Linked DNA regions of Zea mays: region 1 is linked to region 2. A link is a contact called in public Hi-C data. All regions are on one chromosome and are shown on one strand. Each heading gives the region's core, a stretch centred on a gene start, on an enhancer-like site or on the middle of the called end of the contact. The rest is flanking DNA. Distances are from core to core; before and after follow the strand shown.

Region 1 (6,243 bases), core at 2,548-5,047, 210 kb before region 2:
ATTAGTGACTTGAGAGAGAAAGTGATCCGTGTGTTATTTGTCGCTCTTGTCGCTTGGCTTTTGCAATCGTGCTTTCTGTCTTGATTCTTTCATTGCGATCAAACTCACTTGTAATTGAGGCAAGAGACACCAATCTTGTGGTGGTCCTTGTGGGAACTTTGTGTTCCAAGTGATTGAGAAGAGAAAGCTCACTCGGTCCGAGGGACCGTTTGAGAGAGGGAAAGGGTTGAAAGAGGAGTAGGTTTGTGGCCTCCTCAACGGGGAGTAGGTTTGCGAGAACCGAACCTCGGTAAAACAAATCCACGTGTCTCACTCTTCATTCGCTTGCAATTTGTTTTGCACCCTCTCTCGCGGACTCTATTATATTTCTAACGCTAACCCGGCTTGTAGTTGTGATTGTTTTTGAGAATTTCAGTTTCGCCGTATTCACCCCCCTCCTCTAGGCGACTTTCAAGGACATCAGACAACACGACAACAGCCCCATGCGCACGGGAGGCTGCTGGCGGCGGTGGAGGCTCGACCACGGCAAAAAAAATATTTCACATAAGAGTAGACCTAGAAACATCATTCATTCAATCGATCAAATGGAGAGCAGCGGTTGTTTTACAATGTACAAATAACGCGAGACAGCAGGCACCACTACAGCTAGCTACACATCACCATCCCTTGTAAACTTAGCAAACAAACGAACAAATCAACCAGCGTATCGGATTACCACTACAAATCAAACTCTAGGTAGCATGCTAGATTTACTAATCAAGTAGCATACAATTCACATGGTATTTAAGTCAAGGAAAGATTCTACAAGGTGATCAGTTTTTGTAACCCCTTGATATGATAATATTGGGAAAACATTATACAAAATCGGATAGATTTAGTTTCTCAACAGTGGCATGTGCATTTGCTTGAGACAAAGAATAGTCTCATATATGTTACTCAGTTTAAATGTTGACCTGATAAATAAGACAGAGTCACATGCTTTAAGCCGTTTCACACCCACAAAAAGACTCCATCCAATTGTTAGAAGATGTCAGCTTGGCTTGCCTACAAGGAACATCATGGCAAGAAACATTTAGACAATATGTTTAACTATTTGGTTATATTGATTTTTACAAAATACTATTCAGTAAATGGTAAGCACCTTGTTCATCATATTCCAATACCCAACTCTAGGCAAGCAGTCATTCTCTCTGCCAGTTTTATTATACTTGAGCTTCATCATAAGTAAAATATAAAATACTAAATATGTTGCAAGAAAATACGACTGGTGTTAGTTATCAAACCCACAAAGAGTTGCTCCAGTTTATAAAACAGGAGTTCATTCTAAAACAGGAGTATATTAACTATGACAAAGAAGGGTAATATGAACATTAAAAAATGCTTCAAAAGCCACTGCTGCAATAAGAGTGGAGCGACATTGGATCTCTTACCCTTTATATTGTTCTTTTCTCTATAATTTATCTTCATACTCGATAGGATTTTCCCCCACTGTTTTCGCTAAAAGAATCACGAGTGGGTTTCAACCTACCCGAGGAGCAAGTAAAATTTTTGCCTGGATTGAAGCCAACGTTCGACTGTAAAAATAAATAAACGACCACCATGTAACACAAAACAACTGTAGTTGGCTTGGTTAAGCGTGTGCTTCTCTACCGAATCGGTCACAGTTTGATTCCTGCTCGCCACATATTTTTGCCGCGCGGGAGGGAGGCCACGGCTGGTGGCAGAACAGCGAGAGGCAGGCTACCCTTACGACTTTAATAACTCTTATATCTTCTACTATAACATCAAAATAATATGTGGTGTGGTGGATATGTTGTCTCTAATCTAGCAGGGCAAAACAGGAAATGAAAAAAAGGCAGAACGGCAGACTACCCTTACCGCCTTAATAAGTAGTAGAGATTTTACGAGGGATGAGGGCAAAACAGGAAATGAAAAAAGGCAGAACGGCATGTTACCCTTAATAAGTAGTAGAGATTTAACGAAAAAATAATATCAAAGTAAAAATTAATAATAATCATAAAAAATAAATAAGATGAGCTAGTCAAACTTAGGTAAAAAGATTTAAATGAATTCTAAATTAGAACGGAGGGATTATATTCTAAATTCTTTGGACTGTATAAAGCGGCACTTAGGATTAATTTAGCTGGATTACAAATCAGTTGTGCCAATTAGAAAATTTGAGCTTTGAACGAACGATCTAATTCATTTCAGAGATTTGCGTCAGAATCAGTGGACAGTGCCTATGTGATCACCTATTCGACTGTTGTTTACTTTTTTTTACTACGTATCTAAACCGAAATAAATTTGGACAAACAAAATTTACAGCAATAAATTATGGTCAGTGATGTTCTAAATTATATTGAGCTATTTGTTTTCACCGGGGCGCCAATTTTACGGAGATTCCGAAAGTGGAAAGAGTCTTTAGACCGTGTCATCTGCTCTATAGAAGAGTAGAAGAGTTTGAATATCGGGGAAACTCATTTCCCTGTTAGCTGCAGAGTCCACGGAAACGGAATTCAAAACCGACCTCAAAAAGACCATCGTGTTGCACGTGTATCCGGGGTTCGCGTCCTATTAGAAGAGAAAAAAAAAGACAATTTTGTTCCAAAATCCGGACTAACACCACATTTTTCAGACCGGACAGCCCTCCAACGCAACGACTGCTAATTGCCTCATTGTCTTGCGTCTGAGGGCAATTACAGTACATCGATTAGGTCTAGCTGCTGATTCCCGTGCCCTCGATATTTACCCAAACGGGCACACAGATTTCGGTGAACCATTCCAATAACAACAAACCGTGTTCTACACGGCACACAAAAAAATACGAATTGTGTCGTTTGGCAACACGAATGATCAGTCTTTTACCAAGATCGCTTCGGGACGAAGCGGCCTACACGAACTACCGCACAAAATAGACTTGTAAAGCCGTTTTTACACTACTTCTTCGCCGCGCCGTCTAAAAGCGAACAAACAGCATAAAGTTACAAATTGCACTCCTCCATCCCTCCGCCGCCACTGGGGCCGGGCGCGAGATACGCCTACGCGCGCTCGCCGCGGATGCGGCGGGCGAGCTGGATGTCTTTGGGCATGATGGTGACGCGCTTTGCGTGGATGGCGCAGAGGTTGGTGTCCTCGAACAGGCCGACGAGGTAGGCCTCGGCGGCTTCCTGGAGGGCCAGGACGGCGTGGCTCTGGAACCGCAGATCCGTCTTGAAGTCCTGAGCGATCTCACGGACCAGGCGCTGGAAGGGCAACTTCCGGATCAGCAGCTCCGTGCTCTTCTGGTACTTGCGGATCTCGCGCAGCGCCACCGTCCCGGGCCTGTACCTGTGGGGCTTCTTCACGCCGCCGGTCGTCGGCGCCGACTTCCTCGCCGCCTGCAACAAAACAACAACCGCCGCCGCGTCAGCGCCGTCTTACAACGGGAACCATCGAGGGGATCGGAACAGCAGATCGGTACGGGTAGGTAGAGACGAACCTTGGTGGCGAGCTGCTTGCGCGGGGCCTTGCCTCCGGTGGACTTGCGGGCGGTCTGCTTCGTACGAGCCATCTTCTCCTCTCCTTGGCTGCTCGATTTCTTCCTTGCCTGGACGGAACGAATTTGAGGGCGACGATGCGGTGGCTAGGGACGGGAACTGGGGCGCGGGGGGAGTTATATAGATCACGGGAGAGGTGCGGGAGGGCGGGCGTGGACCAAGGCGGTCTCATGTGACCGTTGGGAAAGTGGATTCGGGATGCGAGGCGGGATCGGACGGCGCGGGGCGGGCGAGAGAAAACACACGATCCGTGGAGAGGTGGAATTGAGGCTGTGATTGGTGGGCGGGACGGGAAGCACGGATCGGTGACGTGGCGAAAGACGTGGGGCCCGGGCTGCCAGCGACCGAGGGCGACGTGGGTTTGGAATAGGCGGGCTTCGCGGCGGAACGGGCACCTAGTCGGTTTTGCACTCCGTGTCGAAGAGGCAATGGGTACGCCAAACTGGTATGGGTAGAGTGGTAGTGGGATGGAGCCATTGGCAATTTTGCCATTATCATTTGTGGGCTTCGCCAGTATGCCATCGGACCCACAAATCATAGACACAGACGGTCCCACCAGTCATAGACACGGGATGGCATAATGACAGGCAGCCAAAATTGAGAGTGACAAAATAGCAAATTTCTCAGTGGGATGGGCAGTGGGTACGTCGAACTTGAGGTCGGATGGGTAAAAATTCTATTATAGTATGGATATAGCGAATTTTGATATGATGACCTTGGTAGGGTGTAAGAGTAACTTCACTAGTTTTTGAAAAAAAATAGCTCCTTAAAAAATAGCTGTTTACGAAGTTGATAAATATAGTTTAGAAGTAAAACATCATTTTATCTACAACAGTTCTTGATATGTAGGCACTAATTCACTGCATATGAGTTCGTTCCTCGGACCAACTCACATATGATGCATCCATCCATCCATGGACAGATGGTCTTCTCTTCTTTAATTTCTGTAGCTCACTCTTCCATGAATATTGTAGCTAACTGTTTCCCATTTATTTGTTGCGCGCTGCTGTAAATTGCTTATGTAGAGGAACTAATTGAACGGAAAGGCATGGTGAATTGGTGAGCGATGAGCGGGTGACTCCTATAGAGATGATTGCATTGGTCTCTCTTGCTTAGTCAACTGGCGACCGGTAAAGAAAAGATCTAATTTTTCGAGAGGGGAGAAAAAAAGTAAAGATCTTGTTCTCTCTCTAATTTCCCTTGATTGATTTTTTTTGTTTTGTGTTAAACTGGAGCTGGAGTCTAGAGCCTTTTCACTTCATTAATTGATCCTTTCCTTTCTCTGCCCTACCCTCAGAGGTTGAGCCCTGAAGAAGAGAAGAACAAGCTATGCACCTAAAAAATACCAATTGCAATGTATTATATCTGTTTGACCGACTGATGGAAGCAACTCAATAACAGTGCAAAAGACATCCATGCTCCTGAGTCCTGACTGGGTACTGGGAATATAGTACTAGCACCACCTAGCTACCAGTCAAAGAGCAATACATACATCTACTTAGTTAATAGAATCAATCATATACGATGAAATGGTGCACGACCTTTAGTATTATTCATGTGGTGTAGTAATAGTACTGGCTCTGCAGGTTGACTGGCTCCATTTATGTATAGATGATCAGAGATGCATGAGACTACCAGGATAGATGTCGATTTTGGAACAATCAGAGATGGAGCTAGGTCAGACCATCATTATCATTGGAGGGAGAGGGAGAGTGAGAGCATGAAAGAATGAAGCCAACAACACACAACACACTAGACGCCAGTAGCATAGCGTGGTCCTTGCTTGCAATATTGCAACAAAGCTATAGAGTGCACACACTCCATCTATAGCTAGCGATAGCCAATAGCAAGCATGGTGGTGTTGGTGCTGCTGTACATGCATGTTGTGTTTGCCCTTAGCAGGCAGCAGACAGAACTAGACTAGACACTAGATGAGAGGGAAGCAGCAACACCAGTAATATTGTGCCATCGGCCAGCCGTCAATGCCCTCTTCTGCTCTTCATATAGTACTACTCCTAAAATCCTAAAGCTAATCCCGCGCGGAGTGGTGCGCGAAAAAATAACAGATTCGCTGAACAAAGAAGAAAAAAGGTGCCGGGTACCATAATTGGGGGTACCCCCAATGCTCCTTAATCCGGCTAGAAAACATCTTCAGAACAAACCATACACAGCTGATAAAGCGTGGTTCAAGTCAGGGTCTCGTCTACCAAGGGACGCAACCTCATCCGAGCCCAGCCTCGCCCTCGGGCGGGAACAGTGGTCCCGGGCGGATTCACGCCTCGCCCGAGGGCCTCCTCAGGCAGTGAGCGCACCCTCGGCTCGCCTGGAGCCCAGATCGTATCGCCCTATCAACCGACTGTATCGCATGCGCATTTAATGCGGGGATCGCCTGACACCTTATCCTGACACGCGTGCCTCAGTCGGCAAGGTCGAAGTGACCGCAGTCACTTCGCCCCTTCACTGACCGATCTGACAGGAAAACAGCGCTATTCACCCCGCTCCGGCTACTGTGCCAACCACCAAGGCAAGACTAGCAACAATAAGTCGTGACCTCTCCCGAGTTCAGCCTCGGCGCAGCAGGGAGCTCCGCCTCGCCCGACCTCAGGCCTCGGCCTCAGCCGCGGCCTCGAGAGGAAGTCTCCGCCTCGCCCGACCCCAGGCCTCGGCCTCAGCCTCGGCCTTGGGAGGAGTCACAGCCTCGCCCGAC
Region 2 (6,910 bases), core at 3,312-5,811:
CTTTTTTTTTCAAATGAAACATATGACCTTAAATTTGAAGGATTATCTACTATCTAGTGAAAAATAAACTCTCATGAATGTAAATGAAAAGGGAAAACCTCACATTTGTCACACACACATACGTAGGCAGAAAATATTGCTAAACTTAGAAGACATATAGATGATTGAATTCATTACTTTTATTTTTTACAAGACAGCTTCCAACCTTAACCCTGAATGCATAACTACTATCATCAGGTCTTTAGCCCTCTAATGTCAGTTATGTATGCAAATCATATTCTGTAACTACCCTCTGATCATCAACTACTGCATCAACACATCATCTTACTGATCTGTTGGTTCTTAGTAGATTTATGGTTCATGTGAGATTTGTGTTGTATGGATTCATGTGGAATTATATCCATTTTATTGACTTCTTGTAGGAAGCCACTACTTACAATCAAAACAAGTACATACCATTTCTGCAAGATGTCACTGGTGAAGTCTTCTTTTACACATGCCACTGAATCTGGCTCTAGCAGCTCAGCTAGTGACGTGGAACCACAAATAGTGCCAACTGAAAATGCAGAATGCCATGGTGTAAACCCTACAATAGGCCCCCAAGAACATGATCAATGTATCGAGGCAACACTTAAACCGCTCTTGTAAAGTCAGATAACTTTTTTTTGGTGTTATTGACCTTAACAACATTTGGGTTGGCTAGGCACTACCTCTAATGGGCATAATATGCTGGCAATTGCTGGTCAAGAATCCTCTCAGGTTAGTCCATAATTATGCAGCCTTTTGATCGAAATTGACGTATTATATGAAATGAATGATATTAGTACCACTAGAAAGTAGAGAATGCTTGGATGAGCTGTGCAACACAACAATCTCTATGATCTTTTTTATTTATTGAATGCCTTAGTTTTGTTTTCATTCTGTAACTCAAAGGAGGAAAAACTCTTCAGGTTGAGCTTTGGGACATTACAAGTGCTAGAAAGATCGTAACCTTGCCCCAAACATGTAGTGCCAATGCGACAGATCATCCTACTAAGAAAAAGGGTTAGTTTTTCACTTTTCCAGCTGTAATTATTTTGAGTATGACAAAGCACCAAATGCAGGTTTGAGTCTAGTCGAGTATGTTGATCAAGTACTATTTTTCTTTTCTTTGTAAATCCTTCAGTTATTGCACTCCTATTTTTTAGCGCTAGTCTCTTCATGCATTATGGCAGTACTAAGAGCTGCACTATGTAAAATTATTATGCACTGGTTGCTGGTATATATAATTGATTTTGGGGATAAGACTTTTTTCTCTTTTAGGATTTATGGATATGGTTTAGGATGGATCCCTGTTCCATAATATGACACTATAATGTGGTCCATAATATGAGACTAGAATATGGCATTGCAGACTCATAACATTCCCTTTCAAACTGTTATGGTATTATTTGTGCTCTAATTAACATACACACAAACAAACTTATCCTGTTTATTGTAGGACTATGCATGGCTGTGCAAGCTTTCATCCCCCATGAATCCGCAGGCTACGTAAATATTTTGTCAAGGTTAATATCAATATCAAGCTCTCTTTATCCAATTTGCCCATGGTACATTCAAAAGTTGAGTACTAAATATGGTACCTTAATCTTTAACCTAACCACATCTTTTGTCCATTCTTGGTCAGCCAGTTAATTACTTGATCTAAGAAAGAATCTGTTACGGTCGGTCACCAATATAGGCGTCGACCACAGGTCACATGCGGCCAGAGAGATTAGATAAGGCTTATCTAATAGAAGAGAGATTATCTTAGTATTAGTTAGATAAAGATGAGAGATTATCTCAGGTTAGTTGGATACAGCCACGGCGCCCGTGCGCCGTGATCTCCAGCCCCTTCCATCTCCTCACCCCTATTCCCTACGAGACATCCCCGGTAGTATCAGGAATCCTATCAGAATCACATCATATATGATTCACTAGAAATCTTCTCCAGTCATTTTGTACTGATACTGTTTGCTGAACTTCAGTTTGAATTTCCCCTAAATACGGCACCTTGATCGCTAATGTAACCACATTTTTTTATACATTCATGTCTGCTAGCTAAGTACTTAATCTAAGAAAGAATCACATCACATATTATTCACGAGAAATCTTCTCCAATCATTTCTTATTGTATATCTTGCTAAACATTAGTTTGATTGTTCCCACTGAAGTATACTAGCATTTCCAGTTTACATAATGGGTTAGTAAGTAGTAACAAAGCTCTGGATTTATTGAAACTAGTTATGAAGATGGAAGCACTCTTTGGTGGGATGTACGAAAGCCTGGATTACCTTTATCTTCAGTGAAGTATCATTCAGAATCAGGTCTCATGCAGCTCCCTCTTAGTTTTTCATTCAACTTATATTTTTCAATAATAGTTACATTTATATTCCTTTGATGGAATGAAACAAGGCATGATCTAACAAGTTACAGGTGTGCAGCTTTATCCATTGCTATTGATGGATTTTGCAATGGTGGAATCTCAGGAGGTGCTGATGATAAAGTAGTCATGTTCACGCTCGACCATCCAAAGGTTTGCTTATCTCTGTTCTGTCATGGAAGATTTACGCATCGATTAATTTTTCTGTATCAAATGAATGTGCAACACTGTGTGCTATGTGTTAGACTTTATACAAGGTTTGTTAATGGCATATAGACCATGTTACTGTGTCGCTATTCTGGTGTTAATAATTAAAAGGTTTTGCAGCTCATCACAAACATCTTCTTGATTTGAAGATGTAGTGTTTTTATTCCGTAGGAGTGCTTGGAAGTGTTTGGCCTGTTGCCTCGTTTTGTTGATACGATATTTCCTTCCGGTTGCAGGGCACATTTATTCTTAGGAAAGAAATAGAACTCGAGCGACCGGGTATTGCTGGCACAGCAATTCGTCCAGACAACAAGATCGCTGCAACCGCTGGCTGGGATCACAGGTTTTTCTCTGTTTTCATGTTTTTTAACTGTTTACTAGTTGTAGCAATCTAACCCATTTCTGATGGATTTTGGACTTGTGTGTCAGTAATTAAATTCAATGTTAATGTGGTTCGGGTGATCCTGGATGCCCAATGTCATCCCTTCTAGTTGTTGTTGTTGTTGCATCTGTGACCTTTTCGGTGGTTTTAACCTTGCAGGATTCGAGTGTACAACTACAACAAAGGAAATGCTCTAGCCGTGTTGAAGTATCACAGTGCTTCGGTATGCTACTTGTCCATCTGATTGCGTTCTGTATTTTCTGCAGGCATCTAATGTTAATACTTTCTTCCTCTTCGCAGTGCAATGCAGTGACCTTCTCATCTGACTGCAAGCTCATGGCTTCCTGCTCGGCGGATACCACGGTTGCGCTGTGGGACCTCTATCCCCCAAAACCCCAAAGCAAAGCGGACATCACAGAAACAGACGAGGCCTCCTGCTAGCTCATGTAGTTTGGGCCTTCCTGATACCTTCTGGCAGAATTTTGGAGCTTCCGTGCAATGAAAATCTGAACTTGTCGCAACAGTGCAAGCGATTTATTCTTTTTCGTCAAAGAAAAGAGTAAGTTATGATGTGCCTTCCACAGGGAAACGCAAACGTATGCATGCAACTGTTGTTAGGAACGGTTCTCTTGATTTCTTTATTTTTCATTGAAATTCTACTCGGTTTCGTGGAACAGTTGTAGTGTCTCAAGAGCATGAAATTGATTTAAAGGCAAGGCAGTTGAAGAACTGACTCTTTGAATACTCAGATGATTGATTTGAACAAATTTCTGCAAATTTCCAGTACACTGTACACCTACATTTGCTACTGTTCGATCCAATGGCAGTACTGAACCGGGATGCAGTTCTTGCTGTTGTGCATGTCCAGGAAAGAGGGTATCGTATCCCAATGTTCCATGTAGTTGGGGGGTTCTATTGCTAGAAAAGAACATTAGTCCTTGCTGACTCGGTGACTCCAATGCGATGCGAGCCCATGAACGACGGTCCTAACCTTCACGCGCAACAGCCGCAATCGCCGCTCGTTCTAGTTCTTTGGCGTCGGCCAGCCACGGCCGCCTCAACGCCGCCGTATCTTCAACGTCACTTGCGGCATCCGACGACGGAGCCGAGGTGCCATCGAAGGTGCCGTCGAACGGCGCCTCGCAGAAGGCCATCGCGGCCACGAGCCTCTCCACCGGCCGCTTCTTCGCGGCTGCGGCCAGCCTCGCCTGTGCCGATGACGCCACGTCTCCGCCGGCTCCGGCCTCGGGGACGTTCGTTGCGCAGGCGCGGCCTCCGGCGGCACCTGACGACGGGGACCTTGTGCCGTCGAACGGCGCCTCGCAGAAGGCCACCATGGCCGCGAGCCTCTCCATCGGCCACTTCGCGGCCAGCAACGCCAGCCTCGACGACGCCATGCCATACCCGCCAGCCTTGGGGACGTTGGTCGAAGATGAGCTGTTCCCGGCGGCAAGCGAGGACGCAGGCGAGGTGCCGTCGAACGGTGCCTCGCAGAAGGCCATCATGGCGACGAGGCTCTCCATCGCCGCTTTCTCGAGCCTGTTCGAGTTCGATGTCGATTGGTTTTGGTCGAGGATGAGACGCAGGCGGCAGGCAGCGTTTATATATGCATATATGGACGCCCATAGCTATAGTTTGTTAACCTGGTTTGGATTCCTGCTCGGACATACTCCGTACGCCTCAATATCGTGCGGACTCCTAAGCAGGTCCGTAGTTGTAGCAACAAACTTGTCTGCTGCAGAGTTTCTTTCAGATTTATCACGTTTCAGTTAAGTTCAGATTAGATCGATAGGTATAGAATCCTGTAAGGATTTAGTTTTAGTTTGCCAGGTTGTTTGCCGAGTCAATTCTCGGTATAAATACCTATGCCTCGTTTCCTTCAGATGACTTAAATGATTGCAATGATGAAGTCACTATTGTAGACTTCGCTTTCATCGCCTGGCAGTCAATTACTCCCACTGTTTTCTTTTTTTATTTGTCACGGCGACAAATATTCAAGGGCGGACTGTATAGAGAGAGGTGCATAAGGCTACTCTAGTGCAAGCATTGAGGGGACATTTTTTTTGGCAGAGAATGCATACAATTATGGCACTCAGTAATTCTTATGAGTAGCTGGGGCTAAAAAAATGAAATGACTGAATGATTGAGTTTGTTCGTTTTATTTCCTATGATGATGTCTATTTTTTAGAATGAATAACCCGTTAAAATAATTTCTTTCTCGGTAATTCTTCTTTTTCCGTAATGTCAATTTTTTTAAGTGACAACACCTAACTGGCCCATTCAATTTCAAGCATTTGAATTTGGAATAAAAAAGTATAAAAAATCGTTGATGTAAACTTAGGCATGTTTGGTTGATATAACCTACAAACTCACCGAGATTGAGCGTCTTTGATGTGACGACGGCATGGATGTGCAGTGATTCCTTGAGGACTAGTTTGGGAACCAAAAAATCGGAGGGGATTAGAGGGACTAAAATTCTCTCCTTATTTAAAATTATATAAGAAGGAAATTTTAGTCCCTCTAATACCCTCCGGCATTTAGATTCCCAAACTAGCCCTGATGTAAACTTAGGGTCTGTTTGGTTGGAGTTATAGTAAACGCAAACCGAAATGGAATTAATCTGTAACGAAATACTATGGTGCTGTTTGGTACGTTGATTTAGTGCCGTAATCAGTTAACAGAGTAATCTATTACCATTGCTTTATGTTTGATTAGACTATACCATAAAGGATTGCAGTGGGATGCAATACCAGCCAATTCAAAATCATTACCGTTGCCTTTTGATTGTTAGCCAATTCCAATCCTTCTTTTTGATCCCACGCTGCAACCAAACATAGACCGGTAACCGTTTACAATAAAGGATAGCAGGTGCAATAAGTTCCATTTCCATTACCACTACCGGTAGAGCGTGCTGATAACGTGTTAAGAACTATGTTACCACGGATCACCAGATCCGCTCCCTTCCCTCCCGTCAACAGTAGAGGCGCAAGAAGCTGTAGAGAACCCGTCTCCCTTCCCATAAGTACGACAGAGGAAACACACGAGACACATGATATAGGGTTGGGCCTCTGGCCTCTTTCTAATCTCTGTATTATGAGGGGTGTACAGGTTCTTTATATAGAGATGTGAGACCCCTCAAGGGCAAAGCAGGTATTTGCCCAAACGAGATGCTATGGACCAGAGCCAACTCCCATGGCGGCTGGCGCTCCCGGTTGCTAGCCGTACAAACCAAACAAAAACAATGGTGTTGAAGTGTGGCGGGAATGGTTATAGACCAAAATAGGCCCGGACCAAACACCGTGTTAAAAGGTGGAGAGAATTGCAGGCTGGGTGCTGGGCTTAGCGATGGGCCTCGATGACGGGTTGGAGAAACAGCGCGGCGGGTTGTCGAAGATGTACGGCTAATTGCTGAGGTTCCACGCCAAAGATATGTAGTGTTCTTAAACTTTGGGCCAAATCTTAGGGTGGACGGTGGCCCGTTTGGCCCACCCATGTTGCCTTCTTTCTGACTGGAAAGGGAAGCAGATAGTACAGAGTGATCAGAATTCATTCACTCAAGCCGTCCTTCCGTTGGTTTGGTTAGAGAATACACTCCTTCCAGGTTAAACTATTCTTTTCCATCCGCTTGCACTCCTCCTTCCAGGTTAGAGAATACTACACTGCTCGTCCCGTACGTTCTGAAACAAGATCATTCGTTTAGAGCTACTTACGTATCTAGACAAGCACTTCGTCCAAATACAAATACGCGGCTAGATCAGCTCCTGCCTGACGGAGGAGGAGTGCATCAGCGCAAGAGACGGCACTAATAATAATATAGCTCGATCTCCCGTTTCAGCCTTCCAACAGCCAACAGGGGTAAAGGTAGGTAACGCAAGCACAAGTAGGTATGCGACGCTTCAACGTTTCTTTTCTTTTATATC

The links. Hi-C and Micro-C count contacts between places; a contact is called where the count stands out from the background.
Region 1: a Hi-C map of ear shows a contact between it and region 2, with 7 times the contacts expected there. The contact joins the promoter of LOC103638137 here to the promoter of LOC100278286 in region 2. A contact is called at or near these places in 3 of 25 Hi-C or Micro-C datasets (bundle sheath, ear and tassel) and 1 of 3 datasets of contacts at active chromatin or transcription factors (leaf).

What each region holds. Positions count from the first base shown.
Region 1 is chr9:25,632,388-25,638,630 of Zm-B73-REFERENCE-NAM-5.0, reverse strand. LOC103638137 (histone H3.3) reads right to left here and starts at 3,797. Exons shown (of 2, transcript XM_008661118.4): 1 at 3,479-3,797; 2 at 2,767-3,377. The coding sequence starts at 3,550. The coding sequence ends at 3,039.
Region 2 is chr9:25,423,284-25,430,193 of Zm-B73-REFERENCE-NAM-5.0, reverse strand. LOC100278286 reads right to left here and starts at 4,561. Exons shown (of 1, transcript NM_001151609.1): 1 at 3,744-4,561. The coding sequence starts at 4,513. The coding sequence ends at 3,977. LOC100281713 reads left to right here. Exons shown (of 14, transcript NM_001368085.1): 6 at 423-616; 7 at 704-759; 8 at 951-1,044; 9 at 1,481-1,547; 10 at 2,263-2,345; 11 at 2,463-2,554; 12 at 2,845-2,951; 13 at 3,150-3,213; 14 at 3,291-3,737. The coding sequence ends at 3,431.